2 separate regions of the Anas platyrhynchos genome follow, and region 1 is linked to region 2. Evidence: chromatin contacts called from public Hi-C data. All regions are on one chromosome and are shown on one strand. Each heading gives the region's core, a stretch centred on a gene start, on an enhancer-like site or on the middle of the called end of the contact. The rest is flanking DNA. Distances are from core to core; before and after follow the strand shown. Region 1 overlaps LOC106018809 (a long non-coding RNA gene). Region 2 overlaps POC1B (POC1 centriolar protein B).

Region 1 (2,700 bases), core at 155-2,654, 160 kb after region 2:
AGGCTCAGGGGTGACCTTATTGCTCTTTATAAGTACATTAAAGGAGGCTGTAGCAAGGTAGAGGTTGGTCTATTCTCCCACGTGCCTGGTGACAGGATGAGGGGGAATGGGCTAAAGTTGCGCCAGGGGTGTTTTAGGTTGGATATTAGGATGAACTTCTTTACTGAGAGGGTTGTGAGGCATTGGAATGGGCTGCTCAGGGAAGTGGTGGAGTCACCATCCCTGGAGGTCTTTAAAAGACGTTTAGATGTCGAACTCAGTGATATGGTTTAGTGGAGGACTTGTTAGTGTTAGGTCAGAGGTTGGACTCGATGATCTTGAGGTCTCTTCCAACCTAGACAATTCTGTGTGATTTCTGTGTGAAAAGAGACACAAGAAATGTGATTGAGAGCCTGAGAGGAGGTGAGGGAGATGCCAGGCTATGGGAAAAGTACAAATTGATAGAAATAGAAAGGCAGTAAACCTTTTTTTTTTTTTTTTTTAATAATTGCATTGCAACCCAAGGATTTAATTGAATCAAGTTTTTCTCTGAGTTACCATGCCTGGCAGTTAGCAGTAGTAAGCCACAAGCTTGAATCATCACCAGGGGCTGATGAGAAATAGATCAGCTGCCAGTCCTCCTGACCCTTTTCTATCTGACCTTCCATGATTCAATCCATGCCAATCTTTGAGATTTCTACTGACTATTAATGTCAGTTCATACTTGTTGCTGATAATTGAGTGGAGAAAAAAAAAAACAACAAAGGGGCGGGGGGAGTGGGGGGGAGGAGAATGGCTATGTCAATGCTTTTACCAATTTGAGATTCTCATCCTTGGCTTCCACCCTCATTTCCAGCCTCCACAGCCCCCTGACATCATCCTTCCTGCTCTGCCTCTGCACTTCCAGCCAACCTGTCACCATGCACTGCAGACACCATGGTTCAGCCCCAACCTGGGGCTGGAATATTGAATCATAAAGATATTTTACTTATTTATACATATATTGTGAATAAGTGTAATATGTCCCAAAATGCATCCTAACTAGTATATTCATTATGCATATCAACATCACCCCAAATATTTCCATGTTTGTTTATGAATTTACTTGCAAATCATTATGGTAATGCTTTAGTATTTTTACACATATTTTGAACATGCTGTATACTGTGGATGTGAGAGTACTTTGATGCAGGTAGGTAATTGTGTTTCAAGATTACAAGTACCCTCAGGACACTCTAATTGGGTTTGGCCACATGAATTTTTGGAAGGACAGAGATCCTTCTTTTTTAATCTACTTTATTCAACTCTTCTTTATCCCCTCCCCTACAGAAATCAAAACCAAAAAATTTCCTCTCACACTGTACAAGTACAACCAATAGAACTAGATGAGGAAAAAAATTAAAATAAAAAGGTATGTGTTGCATGTGAAGATCTGTGTATACATGCTTGAGAAGGAAAAAAGGATGTCTTTCACAAGCAGACATAGCTGTGTCTCTGACATTTGATAAGAGAGAGTTCTGTTTGTGTGCTGAATTCTAAAGCCATTTAATGATCAAAGAGCAATCCTGATTTTATCTTCCAGGGCTTCCTCAGTGGTGATAAGATTAATTCTTTTAATGTTATGTTAGACTGCTCTAACCATAAATAGATATGTAAAAATGTAAACATACAAGACTTAAGAAGAAACAAGGAGAATTACTTCTGTGGCAGAGCACATTTAAAATGTATTTAAATTTACATATTTTTTTCTTTCCTTCAATTTAAAATCTTTAGGCTCTTCATTTAAAATGTTTATGGAACTATAAAACTACAAAATTAATGTTTGCATGTATTGAAAGGGTAAGAAGTTCTACCAGCCAAGAGTTTATTATAATGTTTTCTTTTCTTCTTTTCATACCTTGCTTCTCTTTCATTACTAGAATGCCATGCTGATTTCAAGATTTTCTTATGTATCTTCTCTACCCTACTGATAATTCTGTTTTCTGGGTGATAGTTGGAAGTGGGCCCTTCCCTGCAGGACCTCAGCTGGCACTTGCAAAGGTGGCTGTCCCCAGCAGACGTCAGTCTGGAATGTGGCAGGGGATCCCCTTCCACAAGTCAAGAGTGACACCGGAAATGCTCATAGCTATTAATACTGGCTGTATTTTTATGACAAAAATTTGGCAAGTGTAATGCTTTAAGGTCCATTCCTATCCAAAGAGTTATTGTGGATGCTGGCATTAGATCAAGTGAGTGAACTGAAAGTAGCCTTATTCTCTCTCTCTCTTTATGTATATATATATATATATATATACACACACATATATATTCAATAAAATAACTAAGACATTTCCGTAACTTACAAACAAATACAAACAAACAAACAATAAAAAAAAACTTGCTCTGAGAGTCCAATGACATATTAAGACATGAAGCTCAACTCTGATAAATTATATTCCCAAGGAAAATTATTTTCTCATAGTGTATGGTGAGAAGTAGCAAACCTGTATTCTGTGTCTCACTAGGAAAAGTTAAAATCAGTACCCTGTGTAACCTTCCTGCAGGGTTGCATGGTTGGATTATTTAAAAAGTCACTTTAAGTGTATTTTTTTGGAAATAAATTTTACATGTATAAGAATATGTCTGCATAAGTGATGAAGAATTTACAAATGCATTGGTACGTACAGTGTAAGATCTGAAAATCTGGAAATTGGTATGCTAGTCTGCTTTTCAGCAGAGCTA
Region 2 (2,700 bases), core at 10-2,509:
TTGCTCGCTCTCATCTAGACTTGTTTCAGGATGTCAGTGTCTGTCTTGTATTGAGAAGTCCCAAACTGCATACAACTCCAGATAGTTAAGGTGAAGCTAAGTAATATTGTCATTTATTCTTTACAGCAATCTGCACAGACAAAACTTTAAAAACAAATATTTTAAAATTTGATACTCCTTATTGTTGTGAATTAAAAATATATTTTCTTAATTTATTTATACTTTGAGATTTATCTGTATGAGGAAATACTGGTATTATGTTTTCTTGTCACTCTTTCTCTTCTCCTCAAGGAATATTTAAAGTCCTCAGACATAATTTATTGTTTTATCAAAGCCAACAATTCAAAGTAACTTCCATACTTGAAAATGCCTACTCACACGTTTTTGTTTTCCAAATTTACTTTAATTTTCTTGCACTGAAAACTAAGCCAAGATATACAGAAATAATTTTATTGTAGGGATTTTGCTGGAAAACAATCAAATAATTAAACTTTAAATACTGTATCTTTTCAGCATTTGTTTTAACTTATAAGTTGTAAAGGCAGTTCTTCTTGAACACTGTTTTTGTCTAAGATCCAAACTGATGCAACTTCTTTTGTGAACTTAGTGAAGGGAACATGATGATTGTATCAGTGGAAAAACTTAAGTGTAATCATCGGTACAGAGCTGTTTTCTTTTGAACCAGAATTTCTTAATATCTTTGTAATTATGTCAGTATATTGATATTTTCAGGAAAATAGTTTTGAATTTGATGATTCATTTATTCAGGTCTCCCGTGTGTTACTGAAATGAGTATAAAAACACAGAATATGCTTAACTAACTGGTATTTTTGTAATGCCCTGACTTTTCCAATGGTAGGAGTCTTCATCTGTTGCAGTTGTTAGAAATGAGGTCTGTGCTACCCTTTTAAACTGTGAAAATGTTCACTGAATGGGGGGGGTCAAGATTTTGGGACAGCTGTGTGGGTCTTTTTTTTATTCCTATCTCACCAAAAACCCTGAAAACATTACTTTGGAACTATTTTCCTCTGATCTGTTTTGTCCTCTGATCTTACTTGTAGTTTTGAGGGAGGGAGGTTGGCAAAAAAAAAAGTCTGTAAGTCAATACATCGATAACCTCCAGTCCCTGATAAGCTGTTGGGAACAAGGGAAAGTTGATGATGTCTCAGTAGTTTTTACTGACAGCAGCAGGAAATCACTGTAGAGGCTCTCTAATGTTCCATCCCTTGACCTTGCTCATGTAAACAGGATTTGGAGGAAGCAAAGCAATGTGCTGTAATCTGGAAGTCAGAAAGTCTGCACTGGCTGTGAGATGTTTGCTGTTCTTTCTCTTCCAGTGCTAGTTAACACAAAATAAGACATACTTATTATTCTTTTTCAGTATGGTTTCTACAAAGTTAAGAGTATGGGTTCATTGTTGGAAGAGGAAAGATAATGACTGTTTACGGTAACAGGAAATACTATGTTTTAAAATAGATAGTGACCTAATGAATTCCTTCTCCCCCAAAACCTGTTAAATATTTTAAAGAAAATAAGATCATGTGAATTTTTTATTCCTCGAGGTAAGACATTGTTAATAAATCTGTATTGCATTTGTGTTAAATCTCTTAATGCAAATGTTAGAAGCATCTGTATTCTCATTTACTGTATGCACATAGATTCCTCAGTATGTATTTCAGGGTGTATATATTTTTGACACAATTTTTACTGCCTTTATTTTTAGTACAGCCAAGAAATAAACAACCCCATGTAAGTAGTAAAGTGTGGCAGCGATGACAAATTCAAAACTTGCATCTAGTTCTTCCATCTCTGTGTACGTTAAAACTTACACAACTCTTCTTCTCGTGGGAACTTATTTTGAAAAGATCATCTGGGAATATTGTCTCTTCCTTAACCCAGCTCTAGAATTCTATAGAAGAGCATGACACAAGAATTTTATCTTAAAAGCTAAAAACTGCATATTTTACTTACCATGCAACTTCAAATATATTATGATCTGCATTCTTTCCTGGCTTCAGCTGTACTTGGAAATAAACACCAACCCTCTTTGCTGCGGTTAAGGGAAGGGGAAAAGGAAGAAAGGGGAAAAAAAATAGAACTTTACAGCTATATCACCTCCTCTGGGCCCCGAGTCCAATGTAGAAGGGAACATCCAGTGGAGCAGAATTTTTGTGGCACTTCCCTGTGCCCAGCAGTTGTTAAAGTTTGTCTGAAATCACAAGTTTGCCACAGTTCATGCATCTCGTGTTTCCTTGGGACCTTCAACATTCAGCTTTTCACTTAAACTCAGATTATTGCATGACATTTGTATGCTTGTCTCTACCAAAGGAAAGTTGTGTCACTGCCCTTTTAATAAGAAGACCAGAATCCTTGTCCTGTAAGAAGAGACAAAAGAAAAGCCCTGCTTGTGTTCCTTGACCAAAACTCTAGACTACATCAGAGTTCAGCACTGAGGAGTGATGCCAGCAGTAGAAGGGCTTTGATCAAAATCGACACTGACCTCTCCCATCAGTCTTTCTCCCATCTGCTTTACCTTCCTCTGTTCTAGACAGAGCCTTAGCACCACTTCAAGGTGCAAAATTAATATTCACACCACATAATAGAAAACTAATTTCAAAATAACAAAGGCTACTCCCTGAATAAGTATAGGTTTATCTTTTTACGTTTTTACTTTATATTTTTATATTTCTATTCTTGTGA

The links. A called contact is a pair of places that touch in the nucleus more often than the background predicts.
Region 1: a contact with region 2 is called in a Hi-C map of small yellow follicle, with 3 times the contacts expected there. The contact joins two enhancer-like sites. A contact is called at or near these places in 4 of 8 Hi-C or Micro-C datasets (F5 follicle, liver, small yellow follicle and 1 more).

The regions. Positions count from the first base shown.
Region 1 is chr1:49,298,522-49,301,221 of IASCAAS_PekinDuck_T2T, forward strand. The region is part of intron 1 of LOC106018809 (a long non-coding RNA gene); the gene reads left to right. Among named protein-coding and RNA genes, the nearest start is that of DUSP6, 100 kb to the left of the region's middle. Within about 2 kb of position 1,405, at least 2 of the 8 cell types and tissues checked have an H3K27ac peak or open chromatin away from gene starts, as enhancers often do. A contact at or near this core is called in small yellow follicle, where this site is marked.
Region 2 is chr1:49,140,147-49,142,846 of IASCAAS_PekinDuck_T2T, forward strand. All of the region lies in intron 10 of POC1B (POC1 centriolar protein B), which reads left to right. Among named protein-coding and RNA genes, the nearest start is that of GALNT4, 27 kb to the left of the region's middle. Within about 2 kb of position 1,260, at least 4 of the 8 cell types and tissues checked have an H3K27ac peak or open chromatin away from gene starts, as enhancers often do. A contact at or near this core is called in small yellow follicle, where this site is marked.